Linked DNA regions of Mus musculus: regions 1, 2 and 4 are each linked to region 3. Evidence: chromatin contacts called from public HiChIP or PLAC-seq and Micro-C data. All regions are on one chromosome and are shown on one strand. The core of a region is the stretch at or near the end of the contact, and the rest is flanking DNA. Distances in the headings are between cores, read along the strand shown. Region 1 holds the start of Exoc6b (exocyst complex component 6B). Region 2 overlaps Sfxn5 (sideroflexin 5). Region 3 holds the start of Emx1 (empty spiracles homeobox 1). Region 4 overlaps Sfxn5 (sideroflexin 5).

Region 1 (4,588 bases), core at 1,111-3,610, 120 kb before region 3:
ACACACAGAACCAGAAGAAAAAGAATTCAGTTACAATAATGAAAAAAATTGGGGGAGAATAGGTAACATGTTTAAATTATAATGTATATATTACTAAAGCCAAGATACCAACATGATTAAGTTACAATGTATTACTAAAGCCAAGAAAATTAAACAGCAAAATTCAGTTTATACAAATACACACTACTGGTGCTGGACATAGAGCTCAGTTGGTCGAATGCTCACCTGACAGGCAGCAGCGAGCCTGTTCAGTCACTAGCATGACTGTGATAAAACTAAGCTTGATGAGGCTAAACTATAATCCCAGCTCTTAGGAAGTATGATGAAGATCAGAAGTTCAAGGGTACCCTCAGCTAGAGAGCAAGTATGAAGACAGCCTGGAATAAGGGAAACTACATATCCATGCTAGAAATAAAAGACAAAATGTACTACTATTTCACTGAGGGTTAACACACTAAATCACAGTAATCTAAATTAAAGTTATTTATTACATAAAACAACAGCAATCAGAAACCACAAGCAACTCAAGACAGCATGTCCTGATAAGAAATTCTTCCTAAAATTCTGGTGATTCTAAACCCTCAACTTAACAGACAAATTTCTTAACATAACATTTTCAGTCACTCTACTATCACTTTAGTTACTGAAAGCCAAATAGTAATAGCCACTAATAACATATGTAGGAGAATATTAGTGAGTGACAACTGGGCTTTTAGAAAGGACTACGACGAAATGTAAATCACTGGCCTTTCCCACAAGAAAACAGTAAAGGAGAGGAGCACGACCAAGATCATGGTCATGATGTTGATTCAGAGGAAAAGGAATCAACTCTGTGAAAGAACTGGCACAATAAGAAACGGGAGTTAAAAATCACCTGGGGCAGGGGGAAAGATGGGGTTCAATTCAGTGGAAGAGCATTGTGTGGCATTCCAAGGCTCTGGGTTGTGGGGGTGGGCAGAGGGGAGGAAAGACAAACTATTAAGGACAGTTATTTCCAGGAATGACACTGAGAAAACTTGCTTGGCACCAAAAATGGAGCCTGGAGAAGAATGCTGTGCAAGTGAAGCTAAAAGTAAAAGTCCCAGTCTTGGTCACTCGTGACAGGGACAACTCTCCCCATGAAAATGCCAACACTGATTAGTGATGCTCTATGGAGGGAGGCGCATTGATATATATTGTACAAGGAGGGGTAAAGATGATTTTCAACTCATGTACTGAACAGAGACCAGAAAGTACTACAGGAAAGGATTGGAAGGAACTAGTTCTAGGACACCAGGAAACTGAGGGGGGGGGTGTTCAAAATTGGGCTTGCTGAATAATTTTCAACAGGAAGTACAGCAGATGGCAATCCGCAACTAAGGCAGAACAAAAGTAGCGAAGAATCTGTGGGCTGTGCACAGTTCAGCTGAAGAGGGCTTGCCTGGCACACTGCAAGACATTGTGTTCCATCCACAACACCACAAAAAAATTAAAAAGACGGAAAGGCAGGGTGTTCAGTGCAGTGTCTGAGCTGGGAACAAGAAACCCATTTCCCTTCCTCTGCGACCTTGGATAAGTCACTCCTCTTCCAGGCATCTCGTCTGATACAGAGGGAACGGTAACTGTACCCCAGCGGTAGGATTGCTCAACGGCTTCCATAGATGTGTTTGCACATTAACTCACACAATGCCTCACGCTCTGTGTAACAAGTGCAAGGTAAGTAAGCCGAGAAAGGCCGGGTACGTCCTGACATCTCCACGGGCAATGCAGGTGGAAGCTCTCGGAGAAGGTGTCAGGGGAGGGAGCACAGAGCATGTCCAGGTAGTGGCAAGGTCCTGAGACTACACCTGGACTGGGTCGTCCTCACGAACTGGGCTCTCAGGCGAGGGAAGGTGGGAGGACACTTCCTCCAGGACCGAGAAAACCGGGACGCTCTCGGAGGACCTGTGATGGGCAGTTCCACAGCGCGCAGAGCCGGCGCTTGCTCCTGACTGAAGAGCAGCTAACCAAAGGGAGCGGCGGCCCAGTAGAGCCGCGCCTCACCCTTTCTCCTCAGAGTAGCTCCCCAGCAGGGCCTCGCCCAGGACGCGGGACACCCGCGACTCTCCCCACAGCCAGCCGCCGCGCTCCGCCTGCTCCAGCCGACCCGGCCCCGCCCCAGTACCTGAGCGTGGGCCCGATGCAGGCCGTGTCTGTGCTCTCGATCTCCCTCAGGATCCGCTCGTGCTCCGCCGCCGTCTCCAGGCTCTCCTCCGCCATCTTCGCCCGCTCCATCGCAGGGCGCTGCCGCGCGGCCCTCTCTCAGCGAGTACCCCACGATCCCTCTGCCCAGGATCTGCGGCCGCTGGGCCAGCACCCCGCAGCGCGACCCCGCCCTCGGATGCCACGCCCCCTGGCGTCAGCCGGGCCGCGAGCGTCGCGCGCAGCCCACTGGGATTCGTAGTTCTCTGGGTCAGGCTGAACTGGATTCTGCCCATTCACACACACTGAATCTGCGCAAATTGCCTCTACTTTGATATAGATGCAGAGCTTTACGACACATGTATACAGTGACATCAAATCAGGCAGTGGTACTAACCCAGCACATTTTTTTAAAATCGTTTATGTGTATTTTGCTTGTATGTATATCTGTGCACTACATGTATGCATGGTACCCAAGGAAATCAGCAGAAGGTGTCAGATCACCTGGGACTGGAGTTACAGATGGTTGTGATGTCACTAGTAGGTGCAGGGAAGAACCACAGTGTTCAGTGTTTATCAGCTGAGTCTTCTCTCCAGCCCCTAATATGAAGCCCAGGCTGGCCTTGCACTCATGATCATCCTGTTTCCACTTCTTCTTCTTCTTTTTTTTTTTTTTTTAGATTATAATATAATTATAAGATTTCTCCTTTCCCTTTCCTCCCTTCAAAGCCTCCTACATACCCCTTCCCCACTCCTCTTCAAATTCATGGCCCCTCTATTCACTGTTATTGTATGCATATATGCATATAAATATATACCTAAATATGTTCAGTTTGTATAATGTAACTTGAATGTATGTTTTCAGTACTGGCTGTTTCTGCCTCCACCTCTTAATCATTTCCTATGAGCAAGACCCACCACAACCAGCTTTCTTTTCTTTTCTTTTTTTCTCTTGAGAAAAGGTCCCATTATGTAGTCCTAGATAGAATTGAAATTCATTATGTAGATAAGATTGGCCCTGAACTCACAGATACCTACCTGCCTCAGCCCTCCAAAGTTCTGTATTTAAAGACATCTACCACCACATTTGGCCTTTTTTTATTATTAAAATAAAATTACATCGTTTTTCTACATTCCTTTTTCTTCCTTCCAGTCTACCTATGCACCCCTCACCTCCCACCCCAAAATCCTGGCCTTCTCTTCTCTAATTGTGTGTGAAGATGTGGATGTGTGTCTACACATAAATATACAGTTACAAGCTACTGAGTTGTTCAGTGTTGCATATATGTGATTTCAAGGCTGGCCACTTGGCATTGGATAACCAGCATAGAGGGCTCCCATAGAGAAAGACTCTCTTTCTCTCTCTCTCTCTCCTTTACTTGCCTGTAGTTCATAGGTGAATCTTCCCTGTAGTTTTTAGGAAACACAATCTCACAGCACATTTCCTGATCCTCTGGCTTTGAAATCTTTCTGACCCTCTCTTCAGAAATGTTTCCTGAGTCTTGGGTGCAGGAGTTGTGTTGTAGATGTAACCATTGGGACTGAGAACTCCATGGTCGTTCTTCTCTGTATTCTGACTGTTTGTGGTTTTCTGGAATGGTCACTGTCTGTTGCAAGAAACTTCTTTGGTGAGGTTGGGAGCCACACCTAAACTGTGGTTATAAGGTTATTTAGAATGCTATTAGCAATTATACTGGTTTACTACAGTAGCAGTAGTAGGTTCCCCTCTAAGATCCATAACCACACTAGCCCCAGCTAGTTTACTAGGCTTCCAATACCAGGAATGATTTCCCCCATGCCAAGTGGGCTTTAAATGCAATTAGACATCTTCTGGTTACAACCAAAGTATGATGGCCATTATTGTGCCTTTGGGGATCTCTGACTATGCTGGTAGTTGCTGTAGTTCTTAGGACTGTTGGTTGTCTCCCTCTACTAGTACTTGGAATAGCACCTTCTAGTTCTATGAAAGTTAGTCCTCAGGGAAGAGGTTTTCAGGGCAGATCCAGCTCTAGGTCCTATGTTCAAACTGCACAGTGTCTTCAGCAATAGAGACTTAGCCTCAACCTCTGGCAACCAGGGGCAATGGCAATAGCCTGTATTGTTTCAGGAATCTCTTGGGCTACCCTGACCAACAATTCAAAAGGTGGCTTCTTGTATCGAGTACTGGATTTTTTTTTATTAGGTAGTTTATGGCTCTTAAAGGGAACATTGTCAGCCCAAGTGGCTTAACTTCATTTAAGCTGTATATTCCTATGTATACATGCATTTGTATCAAGTGTAGTTGGGGGTGAATGAAAAATATGATGCCTTGTAGCTTTTACAAGCATCCTTAGTAGCCAGATGTCATTAATCCCAGCACACCGGAGGCAGAGCCAGGCAGATCTCAACACCAGTGGAGGAGTGAGACAGGAGGATCACTGTGAGTTGG
Region 2 (4,298 bases), core at 444-2,943, 110 kb after region 3:
TATCTCTCCATCCCCAACGCAGGGAACCGAGATGCATGCCACCCTCTATGCCCGGCTTGCACACGGCTGCCAGGGATCGAACTCAGATTGCGTGGCAAGCACTTCACTGAATGAGCCTTCTCCCAAAAACTTTGCTATTTTTATGCTTCTAGAATACTGTTTCTTGTTCACATATTGCCATTTCAAAAATAATTGTGTGTGTGTGTGCACACACACGCACGTGTAAGGCAGGGCTGGCTGTAAAGAGCAACAACACTTTCGCAGCATGCTCAAGACCCTGGACACACACTGTAGATCAGTGGTTCTCAACCTTCCTTAAGCTACAACCCTTAAATACAGTTTCTCGTGTTGTGGTGAGCCCCAACCATAAAATCATTTCATTGCTACTTCAATAATATAATTTTGAATTACTGTTTTGAATTATAATGGAAATATCTGACATGTGCCCCCTGTAAAAGGGTCATCTGATCCCCAAAGGGGTATCCATCCACAGGTGGAGAACCACCACTATAGTTTAATCTACTGGTTGATTAATATAATAAAGGCAACCACACTGCGTACTTAAAACGTTTGATGAGCTGGGCTTAGTGGCACACACCTTTAATCCCAGCACTCAGGAGGTAGAGGCAGGTGGATCTCTGTGTGTTTGTGGCCAGCCTGTTCATAATGAGTTCTAGGACAGCTAGGGCATCATAGTGAATAATGAGAACCTGTCTCAAAAAGAAAAAAAAAAAAGAGTTTTTGTTTTTGTGTTTTGGTTTGTAACAGGATGAATGCACAGCATCCAGGTCCTCCATTAGCCCCTTGGTGTGTGGAGGATGAAATGTCCCAGCAAGATCCCCATAGCTAGAGGGCAGCAACTGGTGGTGGCTGAGCGCAAGGGTCTGTGTGACTGAGCTCCTGTGGCAGGCGACAAGTGACCTGCACAGCCATTCCCTACCCTTGTACCTTCTGTTTCTTCCTGTGTCAGGATCAGGCGGGGGCTGCACCACAGCCTTGCTGATGCTAACAGGACACCACCAAGGGAGAGCAGAGCCAGCCAAACACACATTTCTCCCCTTCTCATCGGGTACTTTATCTCTACTGGAAGCCATGTGACCGTTACACAGGGGCTGGCCCTTTGGCCCTGGGGCAGCCACCATCTTTCCTTGTCCTGGTTAAATTCCCACGCACCTTTGACTCTTACTTTTTTTTCCCTTTATGTTAAAGCACACCTGTAGCCCCAGCCTTCGGAGGCTGAGACAGGAGAAGCATGAATCCCAGGACAACCTACGCCGTACAGCAAGTGCCAGCCCGGCCTGGGCTGCAGGGAGAGAAACTGCCTCAAAAAAATTAACCAGAGTAGAGCATGGCGGCACATGCTTACATCATCCTAAACTCAGGAGCTAGAGGAGAAAAGATCATATGTTCAAGCCACTCCCAGCTACACAGTGAATTTGAGGCTATCCTGGGCTACAAGAAATCCTGTCTCAAATAACAATAAGGAGGTGGAGCCCATGCTCCCTTCCTGCCAAGTCTACCAGACCAGGCCCAACTCAGAAAGGAAGAGGTTCGAGGCACTGAGGTTCCAGTGTCTGGCTGAGCGTTGCCCCGTGACCTGCTGGACCAACGAGTTAACTGTTGGGTTCAGAAAAGGCAGCAAGTACTGCCCACAGTGAAAAAGTTCAAGTTCCACAAGCCACTTGTGCAAGCAGGTCACCGAGAGTCACCCTGGGACCTACAACCATGCATGGAAGGCCAGCTGAGCCACAGTGGCTAGCCACCATATGGAGAGTGCAGGCCAGGATCCCTGGCATCCTCACAGAAGCACACAGAGGCACCTCCACTCTGAGCTGCAGCCCCAGGTTGAGAGCTGACCTTCTTTGTCCTCAGCCCAACATCCAGGGCACTTCTGGCTGAACACGGAGCTGTGCAGCCCTGACCCGGTGGGAATGACTGGCTTTAGTAATGGATCTGAGAGCTGAGACTCTGTTTGGCTCACTTGGAGAATGGGGACAAAGGGCAGTGTGGGGAAGCCATCTGGGTAACTGCTAGAACACACAGATTTCACTGATTTAAGAGGTGGCCATTGTCTCAGCTGAACCTGCCTCCACGGAGACTAAGGGAGGGGCAGGCTGGGGTCCCACGTGGGGCTAGGAGGCAGGACACACCCCAGCACCCCGAGGGAGAACAACAGCCCCACCCCCAGTCTGGCTCACTCACTTCCCCTCTGTCTCCTAGCAAGCTGCTTCTTTAAACCTCCTAAGGCAGCAAAGACAGAGCCTATTTAAAACAACCTCCAGAAGGTAATTAAACAGAGCCTGAAGGGGACCCTTCTGTACGGGAAGGACGCCTCCATTCAACAAACAAAAAACTTCCTAATTGATCAGTTGAGCCTATTGCGTTATAGCGCACCATTAATTGTGTTGCCATGGTAACTCCAGGTACCATGTACCTATACAAGCCTATGTGGGGTGCAGGGAGCCCCCAATTCTACAGACACAGGAAAGAAGAGGGATGTCCTGCCTGCTTCTGTGGTACTGTGTCAGCAGCTGTGGCTTCATTATGCAAGAAACTTCTCTCTAGGTAGAGGTCAGGCCCCGCAGAGGAGCCCAGGTTTGATTTCAAATCCCCCATTAGTTCACTAGGAGAAGGGAGATTCTTCACTTAGTCTTTCTGAGCCTCCAATATCTCTTTTGTAGTATGAAGATAGGGATATTTGCTTTCAAGCCTATTATAAAAGAATTCACTTAGTGAACAAATGTTTATTAAGCACCTACTTTGTATTAAGTACTAACGATACCTCAATGCAAAGCAATTAGGTAGTTCAGTTGGTAGATCGCTGTTTTAGCAGGTCTGAAATCCTGGGTTGCACGTCAGCATCACAGAAGCCAGGCCTATAATCCCAGCACTCTGGAGGTGGAGGCAGGAGGGTCAAGAGTTCAAAGTCATCCTCAGCTTCATAGTGATTTGGAAGCCAGCCTGGAACACATGAGACTTGAGGTCCAGCAGCTTTCTCCAAACAAAAGCATTCCTTCCAGAAGGGAGAGGAGATGATGAGACCCCGAAGGTAGACAAAAAGTCACATATCTGGGAAAGCAGAAACTTGGAAGATTCTGGAAGGTGTTTTCCAAGGCTATCGAAGCAGACTATAGCTGCTGAGGGTGGAGACTGACCGTCCAAGATGAGAGAGATGCTAGACTGTAGAGCTCCTGCAGGCCACACGCCATTCATTGGTGTGGCAGCCATTTAAGAAGGCAACCCTCTGTGGAGAAGCTATCATCTATCCATGAACAGAAGAGCAAGCAAGGCCACAGGACACACGACCTCGGATGGCTTAGATAACTAAGGGCACACACAGGATATCCAGGTGGCTTGTGATATCAGCGACGGCTGCAGTGATCAGCACCAGCTTCTGGGTTTTGGTCCGCACACCTGCCAAAGGACCATAGAGTGGACAGAGCACCGGTGCAGAGACCAAAACTACTGTGCACTCAAGGTCCAAGAGTCTGTGGGCCTCTTCAGATGCCCCAGACATGATGCGTGAGCAGGGCCAGCCCTGAGTTAGGACCTGGGGAGCTCCTGAATTTCACACAGCTGTGGTAAAGCCAATATGCCATCTCTGTCCTCTCTATCCACTGTCTGTGAAGGCCAAGCATATGTGACATTGATGACTGCGGCCCAAGGAAGGGCGGCACTGTGACAGCCACCACACATAGTCCAATTCCTCAGGCTCGGCAGAGGGGGAGACGCTGCTCCAGGGGACCAGAGTGACAGGCTCACACCTAGAGTACTATGCCACCTAGCCACCAGATGGACCCACCAGGCTCTGCCACTGCCAGCCAGAACTCAGCAGCACAGGAAACAGCTAAATGCCAAGCTCCAAGCCCTTCCCCCACTCCCAGGAGGCCTGTAGGGGCTTTGGGGACAGCAATCAAAGCTGAAAAGCAGGACAGCAACTCTCAGATCTCTGAGGGAGCGAAGAGAATAATGTGGCCTCTATCCTCAAACTCTGGGAGGTCCCAAGAGGCCCAGCTCAGTGGTGGTGGGGCAGGTAGCAGGCTAGAGTCAGAAAGTGGACTTCCTTTGACGGGTACAAAGGCACTGGAAGGTGTGTGGACTCCTTCAGGCTACAGAGGGCTGGAGGTTCAAGGTCCATCCTGCAGACCCAAGGCTGAACAGAAATATCACCACTAGGGAGTGAGACTACAGCCTGACTCTCTGCCCAGGGCTGCAGGGCAAATACTTCAAGACAGACAAGACCTGCTTGGTTGCCTGGGCTTCCTGTCTCATCACTCCCTTGGGGCCCTGCATGGGCA
Region 3 (4,398 bases), core at 510-3,009:
GAGTGGAAAATAGACTTTAACCCGCTTTGTAGCAGCGAGGGCGCCCCGAGCGCTTCTCCAGACCAAGGCTCCGGGCATTTCGGCGGGCCGCTGCAAGACCTGGCCTGGAGTCCCCATAGTTGTAGGGGGTGTAGACCCCACTGCCCTTCGGGGTTCTGGAGGCCCAGCTAGGAGGTAAGCGTTTGGGTTTTGCTGTGGCCAGTTGGACTCACCAGGGCAGCGTCAAAAAAGGAAAATTATCTTCGCCCTCCTCCTCTCCCGCCATATGCGACCAAGGACTGACTGGGTCTGGACCTCCTAACCAAGAGACCCCTTAGGCCACAGTACCCTGGAAGGTTGGGGTAGATAGATTACAGAGTACAGGTTCTAATGGTCAACCGCCTTCTTGCCCTCCGGACTTAGTGCCTGCATTGGAAACTAACTTGAGCAGATTGGGACACTGGCCCGCGGTCGCAGGTCGCAGGTCACACGTCCAAGAAGCTAGGATGCCACTCCCCTCCCCCCAAGGACCACTGGCCTGTCCTCTGGAGAACCACGCGAACAGCAAGGCCAGCTCCAATTTAGAATGCAGTGACCCAAAGACCCCATTTTGGCCTTGTCGTCCAATACTGACGCCCAAGGAAAGGAAATCACTCTGAGCTTAAGCCCCGTGGTCCAGTGGGAGATGGTCGCAGCGCGAGGGAGGGAGGGGGAAGGCTGGCAAAACCGCTGCATTGGAACCCTTGCGAACTGCCGCGGGAGAGCTGCGGAGTGATGGGTTATGTCGCTCCTCCCCGGACAGTGCGAACCTGGCCCCTGAGAAAAGAATGCATATCCTGTTTGAAGCACTGTTCCCCAAATCCATAAAAATGTGAAATTTCAGAAACATAACCGCAGCTTCAGAAAACAGCTCCGGAGGCTGATGGTGGGTGAGGGGAGAGCTCTCTTAGGTTAGGCGAACGTAGACCAGGTTCTCTGGAGAATCTAGGCTGGACCCCAAACACCCATCCTAAGCTTGTATCCAAGTTCTCTAAGAACTGAAACGACATCCCAGGGCGAAGGGAGGGGGTTCAACTGAGGTACGTGCTTGAAGAGGGTTTGGTATATTTCCTCAAGCCCAGGCTTTGTAGATGTCCCCCTCAGAGCAGAGTGTGGCGGAGGCTAAAGGACCAAGTCAGAAAATCAAGATGCAGAGTGGAGGGTAGGAGGAGGACACTAGATCAAGCACCAATGCTCCAGTCCGGCTTTTGCCTCCGACTGGGGACCGTATTCCCCCACCCGCCATCCATCGCCCCGCCCCGCCCCGCCCCCCACCTTGGGGCAGGTGAGCGGTGGCCAATGGGGGAGCGCGGGGCAGGTGCCCGCTAACTCTCTCCTCGCAGAGCTGCAGCCCAGGCCTGGCCCGGCAGAGCTAGAAAGATCACGGGCGGTGGTCGGTCACAGCTTGATTAGTAAGGGAGAGATCCAGGAGGACCGCTGAAGCGGCTCTCAGTAGCACAGGCAGCCCGCGCCCGGGCGTTTGAGAGGAGCTGCCTGCTGGGCCGCGGGGACCACGCTCCAGGCGGTGCGCAGTGGCCCAACTCGGTGTTAGGGCTCTCGCACGCCCCTCGCCGCCCCGCTCCTGGCTGGTCCGCAAGGGCCGAGCGCGGGCGGGTGGGCGGGCGGGGGAGGTGAAGGGTGCGGGCGTGAGTGCATGTGCCAGGCTTGGTGCACACCCCGCACGGCGGCAGCGCCGGGGCACCGAGCGTTCCCCAGAGCCCCGCTACCTCACTCCGCTTCGGCGGCCGCGACGATGTTCCAGCCCGCGGCTAAGCGGGGTTTCACCATAGAGTCCTTGGTGGCCAAGGATGGTGGCACCGGCGGGAGTCCTGGCAGCGGGGGCGCGGGCTCCCATCCACTGGCTGTGGCCGCATCAGAGGAACCGCTCAGGCCCACGGCGCTCAACTATCCTCACCCCAGTGCGGCCGAGACGGCCTTCGTGAGTGGCTTCCCTGCCGCTGCCGCTGCGGGCGCCGGCCGCTCGCTCTATGGAGGGCCGGAGCTGGTGTTCCCAGAGGCCATGAACCACCCGGCTCTGACGGTGCACCCGGCACACCAGCTGGGCTCCTCCTCGCTGCAACCCCCTCACTCTTTCTTCAGCGCCCAGCATCGGGACCCTCTCCACTTCTACCCCTGGGTGCTTCGGAATCGCTTCTTTGGCCACCGCTTCCAGGGTGAGTGTCCATGCCGTGTTCGTGACCCGGGGATGCGGGGGGAGGCTAGGCGCGGCGGCGGGGATGTTCAGAAGTTGTGGGGGGACAAGGCTTAGGGATCAGCCTGGACTGTGCGCAGGCGATTAGCCTGTGGTCTGCTGCGTTGGTCTCCCACCCAAGAAGTGAGGTTGGGACCGCCACGCTTTTCAAGGAATAAAGCCAATTGGAATAGAAGGCCGAGAGCATCCTAGGAGCTTTTTCAGACCCTCCAGTGGCCAACCTTAATCTCCTTTCCGACTAAACCAGTCCCAACCCTGAAATGCTGGCCCTCTGCCCTTCCCGCGCCAGAGCTCTGAGCTGTGACCATACTTCGCTCTTTTGGTCACCACTACTCTTGGCGCGTCGGGGCAGGGGAAAGTCCACCTGCATTCGCTGGCTCTGTGAGAAGCAGGGCAGCGTGGTGCGTTCACTCGGATTTCTTGGGACGTTTCTCAGCAACCTTGGCCAGACTTTTCCCAGTTACATGTGCCCTCTCCGACCCAAAGTGGAAAAGGCTTGCGAAAACAAACCGGCTTTCTTCACCACTGACCTCCTCCAGGAGCCCACCCGGTTGCTAGAGCTCAGGACAGTCCTCTTGAGAGGGGTAGTGGCAGAGGAGGGCTTTTAAGGTCATATCTAGTCTTACCCCACCCCGTCTGCAGCCGCATCTGGTTTGCTAATTAAGACCCCTCCAAAAGCTTTAAACACGCACAAACACACACACACACACACACACACACACACACACACACACACACACACCAGTTATCTGACTTTCCTAAAGAGAGAGAGAGAGAGAGAGAGAGAGAGAGAGAGAGAGAGAGAGAGAGAGAGTTGTGTCCAGTGCAGATAATTTTCTTCCTTGGATGTGCAGTTTTCTTTTCTTTCATTAAAAGAAAATTTTGGCCTTGATTCCTATAGCAATTGCTTAGTTCCCACTTTGATATAGACTTTATTTACAGGTAAATTTAGCGTTTCATAAAACAGCAGCTCCAGGAGCTACACTGACATTGAGCCAGAGCTACGCGGCCAAAGAGAATCTGATATGTGATACAATTATTTATATGATAAAAGGAAAAATGTCTTGAATCTTTAGCTATAGTCGCTTGACTGACTTGGAGAAGGCTATTTAGAGAGGGCCCGATTTATCAATGACCCCCGCTCTTCCCTGGCCACTACATACAGAAATTCCCGTGGATCCAATAGTGTGGTTACTTCGGCGCCTATGTTTGTGGGTATATTTTTCTCCTCAAAAAGTGTGCGCAGGCGGGAGCGGAAAAGCCTAAGGTATTAGCTGCTTTAGGTAACATTTCCCGTCACTTAACACCAATGCTTACTACTAAAATGAGGTTTTATTCTAATTTAGCCAACTACCCGCGTCCCCCCTCCGGGGGAGGGGGGCTCTATCTTCAGCTTCGCGCCCACTGGCGGAATTTTGATTATTCCAGGATGTGAGCCCACGGCTCAAGGGACCTGGAACCCTTGGTGAAGGATCCGGGACCCTGGAAGACAGGGTGCTAAGGGCTCCTAGCCTAGTCCAGTGCCTCAGCACACTCAAGATGCTTCCTGGATGGGGCTTTTTCGGCCCTTAGTCCAGAATCTCGGAATCTCACGTTTTTCTCTCCACCTTTCACACCTCTGGCCCCGCGCGCTGATCCCGCTCGCCCGAGGCTGGATGTGCCTTTTGAGAGAGATCAGCTCTCGGGCTCCGAGCATCCTCAGCCAAGCGAGGCCAGTATATCCTCCGCAAAACCCTCCAGGAAATTTCCGCTGCTCTCTGAGCCATCGGTCCCAGCGGATACGTTGTGGAGTTACACAAACGGTGGGCTTTTTCTCTCCAGAACCGCGTCTCGACGCGGGGAAGGATCTGAGTGTGACCGCGCTTGCGAACTCGGAAGTCCAATGGGTGCTGATCAACCCTTTCCAACTCCGAAGTGCCATGGCCCTGCAGCCTGCAGACCGGCGACGCTGCCTCTTCCAGATTCCACTGGGTCTCCGGGCTAAGAACCCAGCAGTCCCAGGCCCTCCGGCGCCGTGTTTTCTGGAGAACCGGGTCTCCGCGATGCTCACTTCAGTCCCGTTTTGGTGCAAGAAACGAAACCCTACAAGAACGAAACGGAACCGGCTTACGCGTTCTGTGCGCAGCGCTCCCGGGCAACACGAGCGGGTAGCGCCTGGAAGCCGCTTC
Region 4 (4,377 bases), core at 1,392-3,891, 77 kb after region 3:
GGGCGGGGGAGAAGGGAAGAGGGCTCTGCAGAGACACAACCATGTAACACTGGGTTGTTTGCAAGGTTCTGTGAACTCTGCAGCACCTGCCAGTGGAGTCTAAGTGGCCCTAAAGAACAATGGATACTGGCAGGAGAGATGGCTTGAGACCAGACCTTAGACTTCTCTTGGGTGACTGGACAATAATGTGCCCAAATGATCCTGCATTTGTGTGGGTCCCAGAAGGCAAAGGGTGGGTCAGGAAGTCACTGAAGTACCACAAATACCCACCAGAGGGCACAGCTTTGTAAACTAAACCTGGCTACCAAGTGAAGGTTAAATGTCTTCTGGCCTCAGCCAGCCTGTTGCTTGGCAATGAGCTCAGGGGCAAAAGAGCAAAGGTGAATGGGCTAGTTAGTCAACAGGTGTCACTCCTGTCACCTCCAGCTGAGACTGAGGGGCTTATCTGCTAGGCCAGGGGTCAGGCCTAATGCCTGTTTGATAGGGACCACTGTGCTGGCTGCCAGGAACATTAGGCCCTCTTCCTCCCAAGAATGGATTCAGGGCTGCTGCCCAGGTCTGACTGGCCACTGCAGCACCATCTGCAGGCTTCTGGTACACTTCAGATTCAGCTACTGGGTCTCTGCCATGGCTCCTCCAACCCAGAAGTCATTTGATAGGAAAGCAGCCTGGCGACCGACCGCCTGGACCAGGATTCGTGGGTGCCACTGTGCCCCAGCTATCCTGGGAACCCTGAGGAGAACAGAGGGCCTGGCTATGCCCTTGCTGCACAGCCAGCCAGCCAGATCTTGTCTTACAGGAGGCAGGGTATGCTCCGGATCACGATACTGACTTAATGGTAGCCAGAAGACAGAGGTCCAGAAACCAAGTATGAAGGTCGATGGTAGATCTAAGAGCTACCACTAATATCCACTGTTCTCGGGGTGCTTGTGGGGGGACCTGCCTACCAAGGGAACAGTAACATTTTCTCCCACCTAGAAGCTAAAGCGCTGCTTAGTTTTTCCCATCTCAGCAAACCTGTGAATAAGCCTGGGCTGCAGTACACAGGCTCGGGGCTCTTGGCTCCAGTCTGTGCTCAGTTTCCCCAACTGTAAAATGGAACTGAACCAGCATAGTGCCAGTGCTTTGTAAGAACTGGCCATTGTTACTACCTGAGTGGCTGATTACTAATCTGACCATCAGAGGCATGTAGAGTTGCCAGCAAGCAATGAGAACCAGAAGGTTTCCCAGGCCTCTCCCTGCAGACAAACACTGCAGCCAACACAGAAAGGACCTCTCGGGGAAAGGAGGTCTGCATTGTTCTTGAAGGAAAAGCCACTGCAGCTAAGGCTTAGCTGAAGAGGAAAGACTCAATCAGGGACAGGACATGGAAGTAGCTCTATCATCAGGCTCCACCAACCTACCCCTGACAGGTCACACAAGATATCAGCCCTGAGCCCTCCTCCCCAAGCCCAGGTCCATCACCACCCAGGAACAAGTGGTCAGTGGATTGCCTCTGTCTTCTCTGATTTCTGCCTAAGACCCTGCAGTGGCCAGTCTGGGATTCCTGGTGTGGTATTCCTGGCCCCTGATGACTGCTGCTATCCACTACCATTTGTTACAATCAGCATTACTCTCTACATGGCAGACACACTTCTGAGTGTCTAGTATCTATTCCCATCTTTCTGCATGCCGCTGTATCTGCTGTGCCCTCTCTCTGGGACATCCAGCCCTGCCTTCTGTTGGCTTTCTCCATCTGTCCAATGTGTCAGCCCTGTGACTGACTGTGACACCTCAGGGGCAGCACCACCATGGCTCTGACTGCCTCAAGGCTCGCCACTCACTCTCCTGGCATCCTAAAAGCTCTATCAGGCTACAGCCCAGGCTCCTGCAGAGTGTCCGGCCCATCACAGACCTTGCAGCAGGAGTCAGGAGCCTGCTTGATCTCTCCCTTCACAGAGATCATGGTGGCCAGTCCAGAAGCTTCCACACAAACTCCAGAACAAAAACACAAAGAAGACAGAGAGAGGTTTCCTTTGTTAAAAGACAGCAAACTGTTAGGTTTTCAAAAATAACTTAAGACGGGATTTCTTTTTTATTCTAAAGCAAGAGCCCCAGGCATTGCCAAATCTATTTAGGGGGGCCCCAGAGAGGCTTCTCACCCCAACAATCCTGGGCCCAGCATGAGGCTTCATTTGGGGGAATGCCTGATTGGTGAGGGGGTGCTGGTGGCCAAGGCCAAGCAAGGGTTCTTCTGAAAGAGAGCTGGGGCTCTGCAGACCCCACAGAGGAGGCTGCACCTCAGCTCAGCTTCGTCTCTGGGACCGGCTCTCAGCCCATCAGGCGCCATCCAGCCACCTGCTTGTAGGGACTCGTTTTAATTAATGCCAGAACTGGGCCAACCACTGGGGCCGTGACACTTGTTTGCAGGTCATCTGCTCCTAACAGGCTCGCCCTGGGAGGGGATTTGTCTCTAATTGAAGCCGAAATCAGTTAATGAGGCCGCAGGGCCTGGGGTTCCAGAGAACAAGGGAGAGGAAAATAAAATCAAGCCTCTGTCTTTGGCAGTTTTGTGATTTATACACACAAAAGAAAAGAAAGCAAGCTGCCGATTTTCCAAGTCAGGAACTCCACTCCATCTGCCCGAGTGAGCCCCTCGCTGTATGAAGTCGTCAGGCAGAGGGGCACGACACTGCTGGGCTCAGGCTCCCGGAGAGGAGAGGAGGGGCCTCTCAAGGCCAGCGATCAATCAGCAGCCTAATTAATAGGTATTTATGGCACAGGGCTCTATGGTTCCCTCTGTGGGGTATGAGACAGATGCCTGTCCCTAGCTAACTCGTAATCCAAATGGGGACAATGAGAGGACAGGGTGTGACTGAGAGTGGGAAGAAGGAGAATTTTCTGGGACTTGGGTCAAGGAAAATCTCCTGGGGGTGAGGGGGAATCTGGAACTAAGCAAAGAGGAAGCAGAGGGTGTCTCCACGGTGCAAGCCCCAAGTTCCGAGTAACTGCTGGCGTCTGTGTTCCTCCACCAAGCAGTCTGAGTAAAGTACAGACCTGGAAAGTGTTGGGATGGAATGAATGGGACCCCACCACTGGAAGGATCCTAAGGAACCACTGGAAGGATCCTAAGGAACTCAGAGAGGTCAGAGTTTCCCTAAGTTGAATTCCTGAGCCACATGCTCAGTGGGAAGGTACCAGGGCGAGGACCTTTCCACTCAAGCCCTTCCCTGTGTTGCGCCCTCCTCCCAGGTCCTTCTGCTTCATCAGAGCATCTCTAGGAAGGGAAAGGCTGTTGATGCACCTGAGCCAGGGAGGCTCTAAACTCCTCTTGCATTACAGAGCAAGAGGGTGGGGAGGGAGCCCTCTCCCCTCCCGGGAGCTCAGGCCTCAGACCAGCAGAGCCAAGCTGCCCCGATTTATCTGACTCTCAAACCAAGTTCCATTGGGGGTTGCAAGTCTACCGGACAGATTGGCAGTTTCTCCACAGTGAGCCGTCTACACAGGTCTGGCTGCATATGGCTTCTAACTGGCAGCAAGGCATTCAGGGAACGAATAAGATACCAGGCACAAAAAGGGATGCCCCACTTTCACTTGGAGGTGGCTTGGTCTACGTGGGAGTAAAATAAAAGGAGCTGTGTGAGGACAGCCCCAAAGCTCTGCTTTAGAACCACAGCCATGGCAATGACTGGGTAGGATGAATGGCTTCCTATCACACAGTGTGTACAGTTGCAGTTAGTGATGGAAAAGATAAGGGAAGGGGTGTTATCAAAAGATTTGTACATGTGAATTATTTCACTGTTATGTTTTCTTTTTTTTTCAATTTTTCTAAAAAAATGGTGTGTGTGTGCATGTGTGTGTGTGTGTGTGTGTGTGTGTGTGTGTGTGTGTGTGTTGCCTGTATGTATGTGTACTATGTATGTGCAGCACCTGCAGAGGCTAGAGAGTCAGATCCCCTGGAACTGGGGGTTACAGATAATTGTGAGCCACCACATGGGCACTGGGAATCAAACCCAGGTCCTCTGGGAGAGCAGCCAGTGCTTTTGACTATCAGGCCACCGTGTTTGTTAAGACAGGGTCCCACGTCGCCCAGGCTGGACTCAAGCTCACTATATGCCTGAGGATAACTTTGAGCTTCTGATCCTCCTGCCTCCACCATAAGTGCGGGTGCAGGTCTGGACCACCATGGCTTATTTTATGTGGTGCAGGGGACTAAAACCAGAGCTCTGTGTGTGCCAGACAAGCCCTCCGCCAGCTGAGCTGCATTCCCAGCCCTGATGTCTGCTCCTCCTTTTCCTAACAATTCAAGCATTTGTTGTGTTACTCATGACAGAGATGGCAGTTGGGAAAGCCACTTTGCCCTCAGCGGGTTGTTGTAGGAAGCCCCTCCATCGGAGA

The links. A called contact is a pair of places that touch in the nucleus more often than the background predicts. HiChIP or PLAC-seq counts read pairs in DNA pulled down with a chosen protein or histone mark.
Region 1: a Micro-C map of embryonic stem cells shows a contact between it and region 3, with 1.9 times the contacts expected there. The contact joins the promoter of Exoc6b here to the promoter of Emx1 in region 3. A contact is called at or near these places in 2 of 484 Hi-C or Micro-C datasets (both in embryonic stem cells) and 2 of 9 other capture datasets (adipose tissue and pancreatic islet).
Region 2: a contact with region 3 is called in an H3K27ac HiChIP or PLAC-seq map of embryonic stem cells, with 7 read pairs. The contact joins the enhancer-like site here to the promoter of Emx1 in region 3. A contact is called at or near these places in 1 of 484 Hi-C or Micro-C datasets (embryonic stem cells), 6 of 115 datasets of contacts at active chromatin or transcription factors (embryonic forebrain, embryonic stem cells and forebrain) and 2 of 9 other capture datasets (adipose tissue and embryonic stem cells).
Region 4: a contact with region 3 is called in an H3K4me3 HiChIP or PLAC-seq map of embryonic forebrain, with 2.3 times the contacts expected there. The contact joins the enhancer-like site here to the promoter of Emx1 in region 3. A contact is called at or near these places in 4 of 484 Hi-C or Micro-C datasets (cerebral cortex, cortical neurons, embryonic stem cells and 1 more), 4 of 115 datasets of contacts at active chromatin or transcription factors (cardiomyocytes, embryonic forebrain, embryonic stem cells and 1 more) and 4 of 9 other capture datasets (adipose tissue, embryonic stem cells, liver and 1 more).

The regions. Positions count from the first base shown.
Region 1 is chr6:85,067,153-85,071,740 of GRCm38.p6, forward strand. Exoc6b (exocyst complex component 6B) reads right to left here and starts at 2,361. Exons shown (of 22, transcript NM_177077.2): 1 at 2,144-2,361. The coding sequence starts at 2,253.
Region 2 is chr6:85,291,753-85,296,050 of GRCm38.p6, forward strand. The region is part of intron 3 of Sfxn5 (sideroflexin 5); the gene reads right to left. Among named protein-coding and RNA genes, the nearest start is that of Sfxn5, 40 kb to the right of the region's middle. Within about 2 kb of position 1,694, at least 58 of the 459 cell types and tissues checked have an H3K27ac peak or open chromatin away from gene starts, as enhancers often do. A contact at or near this core is called in adipose tissue, embryonic forebrain and embryonic stem cells, where this site is marked.
Region 3 is chr6:85,186,172-85,190,569 of GRCm38.p6, forward strand. It overlaps Emx1 (empty spiracles homeobox 1), which reads left to right and starts at 1,760. Exons shown (of 3, transcript NM_010131.2): 1 at 1,760-2,192. The coding sequence starts at 1,772.
Region 4 is chr6:85,262,745-85,267,121 of GRCm38.p6, forward strand. The region is part of intron 9 of Sfxn5 (sideroflexin 5); the gene reads right to left. Among named protein-coding and RNA genes, the nearest start is that of Sfxn5, 68 kb to the right of the region's middle. Within about 2 kb of position 2,642, at least 35 of the 459 cell types and tissues checked have an H3K27ac peak or open chromatin away from gene starts, as enhancers often do. A contact at or near this core is called in cortical neurons and embryonic forebrain, where this site is marked.